Linked DNA regions of Mus musculus: all the other regions are linked to region 2. The links are chromatin contacts, called in public Hi-C maps. All regions are on one chromosome and are shown on one strand. The core of a region is the stretch at or near the end of the contact, and the rest is flanking DNA. Distances in the headings are between cores, read along the strand shown. Region 1 overlaps Kif16b (kinesin family member 16B). Region 2 overlaps Macrod2 (mono-ADP ribosylhydrolase 2). Region 3 overlaps Macrod2 (mono-ADP ribosylhydrolase 2).

Evidence for each region. A called contact is a pair of places that touch in the nucleus more often than the background predicts.
Region 1: a contact with region 2 is called in a Hi-C map of cortical neurons, with 2.8 times the contacts expected there. The contact joins two enhancer-like sites.
Region 3: a Hi-C map of cortical neurons shows a contact between it and region 2, with 2.5 times the contacts expected there. The contact joins two enhancer-like sites. A contact is called at or near these places in 1 of 39 promoter capture datasets (second pharyngeal arch cranial neural crest) and 2 of 484 Hi-C or Micro-C datasets (cortical neurons and cranial neural crest).

What each region holds. Positions count from the first base shown.
Region 1 is chr2:142,811,281-142,814,490 of GRCm38.p6, forward strand. The region is part of intron 12 of Kif16b (kinesin family member 16B); the gene reads right to left. Among named protein-coding and RNA genes, the nearest start is that of Kif16b, 89 kb to the right of the region's middle. Within about 2 kb of position 1,936, at least 12 of the 459 cell types and tissues checked have an H3K27ac peak or open chromatin away from gene starts, as enhancers often do. A contact at or near this core is called in cortical neurons, where this site is marked.
Region 2 is chr2:141,874,493-141,877,975 of GRCm38.p6, forward strand. The region is part of intron 8 of Macrod2 (mono-ADP ribosylhydrolase 2); the gene reads left to right. Among named protein-coding and RNA genes, the nearest start is that of Gm25583, 240 kb to the left of the region's middle. Within about 2 kb of position 2,164, at least 24 of the 459 cell types and tissues checked have an H3K27ac peak or open chromatin away from gene starts, as enhancers often do. A contact at or near this core is called in cortical neurons, where this site is marked.
Region 3 is chr2:141,229,834-141,232,836 of GRCm38.p6, forward strand. All of the region lies in intron 5 of Macrod2 (mono-ADP ribosylhydrolase 2), which reads left to right. Among named protein-coding and RNA genes, the nearest start is that of Gm25583, 410 kb to the right of the region's middle. Within about 2 kb of position 1,353, at least 30 of the 459 cell types and tissues checked have an H3K27ac peak or open chromatin away from gene starts, as enhancers often do. A contact at or near this core is called in cortical neurons, where this site is marked.

The DNA.
Region 1 (3,210 bases), core at 686-3,185, 940 kb after region 2:
AGTCATTAATAGTCTCCCAACCAAAAGAAGCCCAGGACCAGATGGGTTTAGTGCAGAGTTCTATCAGACCTTCAAAGAAGATCTAATTCTAGTTCTTCACAAACTATTCCACAAAATAGAAACAGAAGGTACTCTACCCAACTCATTCTATGAAGCCACAATTACTCTGATACCTAAACCACAGAAATACCCAACAAAGATTGCTGAAGTTCTAAAGCAAGCCTGCTGACTTTAATTTTGAAGGTGTTCCCCACTCTCATATCTCAAGGCATCTCTTCCCTCCCCTGTCACATACCTACAAAATCCCCTTTAGTTGCTTTAATATGGCACCCCCACACTCACTGAAGGAGCTCACTCCTCTAGAGTAATGCCAGGAAAGCTCATCAACAAACAGTTCCTAAAGTTTATACATATTTATTTGCAACTTTTTGATATAATAAAGTTTAATGCATCCTGTGAAGGAAAGAGGGACTCGGGAACACACCAGACTGGTCATTTCTATGTAGGATGCTGAACTGGAAATCAGAGAATAATATTCTGACCTCAGCTTGAACACCCATTCCCTATGTAATCCTGAGAAGTTGCAGCAGAAACCCTGTGTGCAGGCTCTACACTCCCAGTGTCTCATGACAAGGTTGGATAAGATCAGCCCTAAGACTTCATCTACTTCGAATACTCTGTCATTAATTCAATGTGAAATGAGAGAAATGAGTAAGAAATTTCAATGCACTACTTAGACACTTCAAAAGAAATACTGATGGTTCAGATAATGAAACTAAACGAGAAAAGCGTCTTCAGAATATATGAGCAGAATTTAAATTAGCTCACTATTTTCTTTCAAGCAGTAATGAAGAAAAGGAAGTATTAACTAGGAAATTAAGGTCTGCTGTTCACACCCTTTCTATAGCTGGGCTCTTCTGTACCCCAACTGCTAAACTACACTCCCTCAGTTTCCCCAGCAGCCTCAGCTCCTAGGAGAACAGATGCTTTGAGCTCAAGCCCTGAGAAACCCTTTTCTACCCTGCTCAGGGCTCCAACCGACAAAGCGGCTTTACCACTATCCCTCCATTCTCACAGCAACCTAATGAGATGCTATGGGCCCCATTTCACAGATCTTGAAACTGAACGACATAGAGTCTACGTAAGTCACCCATGTCACACAGCCACCATCTAGCTGAGCGAGGTGACCTTCAGCATTATTTTCTGCCACCTTGCAGTGTACCTGTGCCTGCTGGCAGTGCCTTCTGCCTGCTGCCATGTAAATGACGAGAGAGTTAGGGAAAAAATCTTAACCTGAGCATTCTTCTAGAAGACTCTTGGCTCTCAATATATGAAGCCAAAAAGAGAGCTCTCTCTCTCTCTTTGAGCACATTCACTAATTCGGACAGCCTTAAACAAACAAGGAAGGTTACAGAACAAGGACACAAGGCAAGGGAAGTTTTAATTCTCTTAAGAACTCCTTAGAGCCAAAGATGAAGAAAGAATGGTGTAAACAGTCATTGCAAAAATGATTCTTATGAAGAGAAGCACATAAATAAAAAGGGAAGGGCATGAGGGAGGGAGGGAGCAAAGGAGGGAAGGATGAAAAGGAGGGAAGGAAGCAGGCCAGCTTTCTAAAAAGAGCCAATCAGAATGACCACCTATGACACACATTAAGAGCCACCACTTAAATGTAAAGCAACTTCAGACAAAGTATTTCAGAAGGATGTGAATGGAAACTCCAGAATATGAAGATGCGTTCCCATCTCTGTATCAGGTGTCAATGTGGCTTCAAGAAGGCACCAGCTAAATAACCCCTAATGCTAGAATCTCCACAATCTGTCTCCACAGACTCTATCTAGAAATCACTGGTGGCCTCTTCAATCCCCTTTAGCAGTACATCCTGTCCTTGCAGACAGCTTCACTGCCAAAGATCCTAGTTAAGAGCTATGGGATTTGTTTTCCCTAACTGCAGTGCCATCTAGTGGTAAAAACCAAACCACTCCCAACAGCACATCTACTCCAACTATTCTCAAGATAATGAATACTGTAAAACAAGAATGTGGGTTGCTCTTAAAACACAATGGCTTTGCCCATAGTTGGGACTGCCACTTGTTAACTCGACAAGCCTCCCTATACAATATGCAAAATATGATAAGATTAGCTTCCCGAGAAAAGACACATTTGGTTGTTGCTGCTTTTGCTCTGATATTGTTTACTTTAAAAAAATGTATTTTACTTACTAACAGCAGACTGTTACTTTGTGATTCTGAAGACATTCAGAGAATTCTTGTTAAATCTAACAAAAAAAAATTACTCTGGCTTAATATAATAAAAAATACAAGTCATTTGTTCTAAATCAACTTTCAAAAACTCTGAAGAATAATTTAAATGCAAGTGAAACTCATTATATAATAGCTACTAGTTTCAGTATATCTTGTCTAGTCTACATGTTAAAATTATGCTCTGAAACATGTGAGTTGGCCATGTTCTCTTTGTTTTTATAAACAAGATCTCTGTGACTACCTTCAGCACCTCAACTTTGGAGTTATTCAAACCACAGACAGCATTATCACAGCCTGAAGAAGACAGGAGGAAGACCAACACTCCCTAACAAGCAGGTCTGAACTGAAATCAGGTTAGAGCGTGAAAAGCTTTCTTTGAAAGTGTATAAGGCTCCTGACCTGGTGCTGAAGCACATTGAGTGTACCTCTGATCCTGCGCCGTATGAATAAGGATGCACTATCTAAGTAACAATAATAAATAATGATGATAAAGTAGTGTAAATCATTTCATCAAGAGGATGCAATTGATGGATAAGGATATTAAAGAACATTCTGGATAAGTGAGCTGTGGTTGACAGAGTAGGCGAGACCTTTGCCTGGATTGTAGGAGATGCATGTCTAAAATGAGGAAGAATTCTAAGTAATTAAAACAGACCTGGAGTTTCCTACTACAGTCATGGTCATTACTCTCCCATTTAACAAAAATAACCTCTGCCTGGCTAAAAGTAACAGCCATGGCTTGGAGGCAATGGCTTACAAAACAAAAGTAGGGAAAGGGATAGGCCAAAAAATTGAGCAGTCTAACTCAACAGGGCGAGAGAATGGAATGAAGCAAAGGGAAGACCCAAAGACCCACATCTGGAACACTGCCCAGTATGCCCAGGCAGTCCTTAAAGGCCATGTGACCATGTGAAATGAGCTGGTGGCTGGATGAGTGGCGTTCTCT
Region 2 (3,483 bases), core at 914-3,413:
TGTAGATTGCTCATTTCACCTGAGGATCTGTCATGTAGCATTCATCTTCTTCCCCTCCCTGTGAGTGACATGCTAGGAGGACACTTTTAACTAGGATTGGTTTAAAGGCAGTTGCTTAATATATGCCTACTGTATACTGGATACCATTACAAGCTCGGTTTAAACCTGTCATGCAACCTCCTGTCAATTCTATGTGATTAGAATAACTAAGATAAAAAGATCAAAGAGCCAGACATCAAGACATCTAAACCTGAGAACCTTTAGTGCATAAAACCAACGTTAATTGAATAAAATACATATAATGTTTCTTTTTAGTTTAAATCTTGAATCTCTGACATTATTTAAGATCAAAGTGGATTTTCACTTGTTCCATGCCCTCCTATATTCTACGAAGTCTCTCTACTCTATAAAATGAGAGCTTCTGCCAGTTCTTGCAGGAACTAGAGATAAAGAGCTCAATTTTCCCCTTTAATCTTTAGCAAAGAAATGACTGGTTGTATGGTACAGAGTTACATTACTGGTCCTTATTCCATTGTTGGTAAGCATTGTAGTAAGCAACACCTACCATGTGTGCTTAATTCTTTTGGTCTCACAGGGTTATTAAGGCTGAGGCTGACAACTAGTTTGATGAAGTTCCTTTTTGTTTTGTTTCTTGTTTGTTTGTTTTTTTAAACTTGCAGTCTTGCAAACCCAGTTCTCAGAACTTATGCCTTCAAAGGTGTAAGTATGGGCACAATGTCCATACTTAATGCTTGCCTCAAACTTCCATTTTCCAGTTGTCTTCCCGGGAAATGGATGCATTAATCCCAAAGTCTTAGCTTGCTTCGTTTTATTCCTGGCTTATTCTTTGTAGGTTCACCATAATTTTTCCACTTCACACGTTAAGATTTTATTTAATGAATTACAACCAAGACATCATGACTATAATGCAAGTTACTTTCTGCCTTAAACACTAAGATATTGGTCACAAAATAAATTAAATCAGCATGTAGATATTTTTGCTATTATAAAGAAGTCCATTGAGGGGTTAATGTATAGGTGGATTAGCAGTCAAGAACATTTACTGTTCTTTCAGAGGACCCAAATTTGGTTTCCAGTATACCAGTATCCATAGATAGGTTGCTCACAACTGCCTGTAACTCCACCTCTAGGGGATCTAACATCCTTTTGTGGCCTGCACACATACATATGCACATGTGTGCACATGGGCATATGCACACACATGTATACACACATACATGTGTCCACACCAAAGTACATGCATACATACATATACATTTATAAAAATAAAATTTAAGAAAAAAAGACTTTTATTCCATTTTGTTCCTGTTTTCCTGTTCCTGGTGGGTGGACAGCCTGCAGAATGTTAGGGCAGAGGCATAGGAAATCCAAGTTTGCCTCTAGTTCCACATGTTAATGGCTGAAGTAACTAGTATTAGTTATGTAACCATCCTCCCCTTCAGGCCAATCTTCCATCTGAAAAAATTAGGGAAGAAATGAAACATTTCTTCATAAGGTTCAAACAATTCTTCTACACTGAATATGACTGAATTGATCATTCATCTTCAAGGAACAGATGTGACATTCATGCCTGAATCTGTTCGCCTGATCATTAAAGCATGACCTAAAAATTAGTCAAATCTGGCATTTTTTTTCTGGACACATCTTTTTTCTGTTTTCCAATCTTGGACACATAATTTTGCTCCCAAATGAGTCTGGTTTACGTCTTAAAGAGAGGGGCAATGGATTGGGCAAAGGGCAAGGACTAAACCAGACGATCAAAGCCACCTAACTCCCAGATGGCCTGATCTAAAAGGCTGCAAGTATTTCTTGCTTAAATTGCATGCCGAAAAGCAGGGGATATTTTAGGAATCTAGAAGAGGATACAGTGTTGAAGATGCTAATGCTTTCAGCACTGTCGAGAACAGCAGAGGTCAGACTTCTTTACTGAGCCAGGGAGTGACTTAAGAGAAGGCTGACTTCCTGCCCTCATCAGGGTCCATTTATAGCACCGTGGTTGCTATTGTCTGAACACCCTTCTTCTTCAAAGTGTTGGCAAATTGGACGAACTCTCATTATGCTTTAGACTGCAGTGAGCATGAATTATGCAGTCGACTTCAACACTTCCCAACAGCATGTGCAAAGTGAACCAGAAAGATAAAGAGAGCGGGCTTTCCTCCAGAATCGGTGGATTTGCTCAGCTTTGGAATTTTGCTGACAGTCTGTGAGGTTATCACTTCCTCCCACTTCAGAGCTGAGCCTCCCATTTGGGCTCTTTGATTGGACTGTGTTCAGACATCCTCGATTTTACTTGGTGCCTGAAGACTAAATTCACTGGTGACCTTTCCTTGTCAGGCAACATCATTTGAGTACTTTATCTGTCCTTAGTAGGGTGTCATCTTTATTGTTTGTGAAAATAAAACCTTTCTCTAAAATGAAGAGAGGTGAAATGTAAGGAATAGAGAGGCTTGGGTGGAACTTTAGAAAACACTGTGCCTACGGTTATTTTATGCTGAGTTATTTATCAGGAAAGCTTCATTAGATAAGCCGCACTATGTTGTAAGCCTTTGCTCTTTCTCTATAGCCACATGAGCCTGGGGAATTAAAATCAGAACAGAGCCCTCCACTGTTTTCACCACACTGCTGCATCACTGTTTGAATACTGTGTGGAATAAGAGGCAACTCTTTAGCTGGTCCCAACAGTGGCACATATATTTTTCCTGGCTCAGTGTTCTGTGCTGCTGGGGTGACTCAGCATCAAGTCAAGCTTCCTTTATTTCCAGAATCTATTTCTCTCTTACCATTGGAGACAAGATGGTCCTAATGAAATTATAAACATAGAAATTGTATTCTGAAGTATAGACAGTCAACCTACAAAGTGTCTATAGTGACATTTTTACATTTCTGTATGACTAATGCCTAATGGCCCAACCCCAGCCTCATAATGCACAGGGGTTTTTGTTTGGTTGGTTTGGTTTTTCTTTCTTCTGTTTTGGGGTGGTGTTTGTTTGTTTGTTTGTTTGGTTGGTTGGTTGGTTGGTTTATTTCTAGCTTTGCCTGTCTTGATGCGATTGCAAGAGATGTTGAGAGCCCACAGCTGAGATCCTGACCCCTTTTGGAGTCAGGAGCCTTCATAGAAGCATGTGATATGGAAATGAAACCCATGTGTGAACGCAGAGTTAATGACTATGAAAAAAGGACTATTTCCCACCACATTTCTAGCCAGCAGCTATGATTAGCAGCATATAAGCTTTCCAGATCCCCTAATGTCCTTTAACTATATCTAAGCAGAGAGATTCTAAAATATCACATTGTAGATGCATGTCAGAAAGGAAATTCCTAATGAAAGGTATCATGCATGCTACAGGGTTGTTGGAGTTCATTGCCATCTTTTCTAAGCATACATTTCTAAATATTTCAGGAAACAGCAACTTTTCTGATGTCTTTATTCACTGGGATGACTAAGGCAAGTGTTACTATAGC
Region 3 (3,003 bases), core at 103-2,602, 650 kb before region 2:
AACGCTGTTGTGCTTCCAGCTCCCCACTCAGTGGAAACATGTGGGGGATTTGTTGTTATTACTGATCTCGGTTGGAGTATTTCACTCCTGACCTAGACTTGAAGATTCTATTAAGCCATCGTAGGGCACACCGCCCACATAGTCTGTGTCAGAGAGTTTCCCCCAGAATCTCTAGTGTGTGGTGCTAACATGCATTTAAGCTTATTTAGACTAATGTTTTCAAAATGCAAACCACTGGATAGAATTACACACTGTGGTGGCCAAAGAAAATGATCTCACTGTGAGAGGGGTGGATAAAAATCTGTATGAAAGAGCTGAGGATATGGGAAATAAAGTGTGTACCCGCAATGAGCCTTTGCACACCCTGCCGCATGCACTGTGATCCCCAGACCATGAAAAAGCAACCGCAGACCCATCCTCACATTGCAGTTTTGAGAGATTTCATATAGATGATTTGCAGTATTATTTCATAGCAATTTACCTAAAAAGAAAAATAAGAGGGTTTGCATTTGCCTAAATCCAGATAATATTTGAATTTAAAGTGTATAGTTTCTCTTTAATTTTTGTTGAATAAACTTATGGATGTATTCAAAAATTAGTTCTGATATATACCATATTCTTTGTTGTATTTGTTAGGTTTGAACACTCAGAAGAAAAAAAAAAGAATTCTAAAATTCTTTTAAAAAATCATTTCATGCAATAAAAGCAATATGATAGATAGACATGCTAGATTATGACTTAAACACTATATTTTCCCCTACTTCTAACCACCCCATATGACATTTTAAAAACAAAGCTCTCTCTGTGCTTTCTTTAAAGTCAAGAAGAAAAAAAAGAGAGAGAGAGAGAGGCTGTATACTATTACGTGGACCTCCAGCATATAAATATATGTGTTCATAAGAAATTTGTAAAATTAGCTCCAGAAAAGCTTAACAATAATGTAGACCTGAAAGTAGGCATGGCCTTTTAAGCAAAGTGCATGTGCAGAAACTTAAAACATGTTAGGAAAATCAACAGACTCTGAGGACATTTCTAGTTTCTTCAAAGGAGTGCCGCCAGTTGAAGGAAGCATCCAGTACCAAAATGGGGACCCCCAAATAAGAGCAATGTGGGAGAAAGTTCAAGGCACTGAAAACATTTGGGGCAGATGATTTGAATGTCTTCCCGAGCCTCTGAGAAGCCTTAAGCTGCACCTCAGCCCTTTATCTTTGACAAATACCACACCGTGTTTCTGCTTGTTATTTTGTGGTCCTGGCGCTCTTGTCAGCTTGTTAAATGGAACTCTGGCTTCAGTCGGGAGATGATAATGTGGTAATCTCTGCGCTCGGCTTGCCTCAGCATCCAGAGGAGCGGCTGTGCCCGACTGTGTGAGGCTGCCCAGTGCCACGCGTAACTGCTGGCAGCTGGGCTGATGGAGAACAGTCTGCACCAACAGATTGAAAATGTTCTTTTCAGATCTTTAGATTGGAACTCGAGCTTTACTTTTCAAAGTCTTGTGTCCACAGCACAGTTCACAAAATAAACTACGAAACCAATTGCTTCAGGAGCCTCCAAGCCGTGACATTAAGGTGGCTGAGAGTCATCACTCTTGATGAAATGCGAAGGAGCAGTCTCAGAATCGCTGTCCATCAGAGGGAGGTTGGGCAAAGCCCCTGGGGTGTGTGACAGCCTGCAGACAGATGGTACATAAGTTTTATGTATACGCACTTATTTGAGGAGGGAGGGGGTGGTATTTAAGAATTCGTAAGTTCTTTCAAATTCATCAGGAGGAACAGGATATGCTTTTTAGCAGAATTGTTTATTTCCATGGAGAAGTTCTGAGTATAAAAATGTAAGATGCAGTGTTTTCTCTGATGCTAATCCTTATCCTGAAGTGCATGAAAAAAGTGAAGAAAAGCAATTGAAAGTAGTCTCATGAAGTGTATAGCTTTTCTTCCCAAAGAGCAGAATTCCAGATCTCTTGCTACCCGGGAGCTCAACCTAGCAGTCAGAATATTCCAATGACCACAGCCAAAGGATGCTAGATGCTGATCAAGTTGAAGGTTTTGTTGGACCCTAAAGTTCAAACTCTTTTGGGCCCTGCGGGTGAGTAGGAATGAGTCCAAAAAGACAAGAAATTCAGTTTGTGAAGGTGAGTTGGGAAGATGTGATTATCTGTATAACCTAAGTTGCTCTGAATTCTGCCCCCTCTTATTACTCATTTGTGAATCAGAGAAGATCTCTTCATCTTGTGGTCCCTGGAAACATCTCAGGGCTGAACTGTTCTCAGGCATGCAACTTTGAAACTGATTAAAAGTAGGCAAATGAATAGGCAAACGGGCAGATGATATACTTGCATAAAACAAAAATACTAAAATGCTGGTTGTCAATTGAGGAGGTGGGGGACATGTGTTGTTTGCTTTGATTCTTTGAGCCTGTGTGTAATAAAACATCAGGGTATAGAAGAGGACAATTAGATGGTCAAACCCTCTGTATTCATCAACATCTCTTTTTCCATTCTGAAGGCAGGAACATGACCATACTGAATGGAACAGCATCCTTTTCACAAACTACTGGAATCCTATCTAAGATTTAGGGATTTTTGTTTCTAAGGAAGAAAATATATATTGGGGGAAGGTGAGGGTATCTTGGTGAGTCTCCCAAATTCGATTATTTCATATCACATCCAAGGTTCTCAAAAGTAAGTGGTGGCAGTGCTCTAAGGAAAGGAAAGGGATGATGGCTGCATACATTTCTGTGATGGAGGACTCTGATGTAAGAGGGCCATAATCCTTTCATGTGTTACCCAGTGTGTTTATTTCTTCCATCATAGCCCAGCTGGTTTTGTTTTTTAGTGAGATCTTGACCCCACCCTCCATTGTGTATCTTTGATTCTCTCCAGAACCCCTCCTTATGGAGCCTGAGGTTAGCTTTTGTATGACATGGGGGTCTGTATTCTTCCATGTATTTAAGCACAAAATGTTTCCTTATGGCAGAATTTTGTTATAAGTCTTCAACACTGTT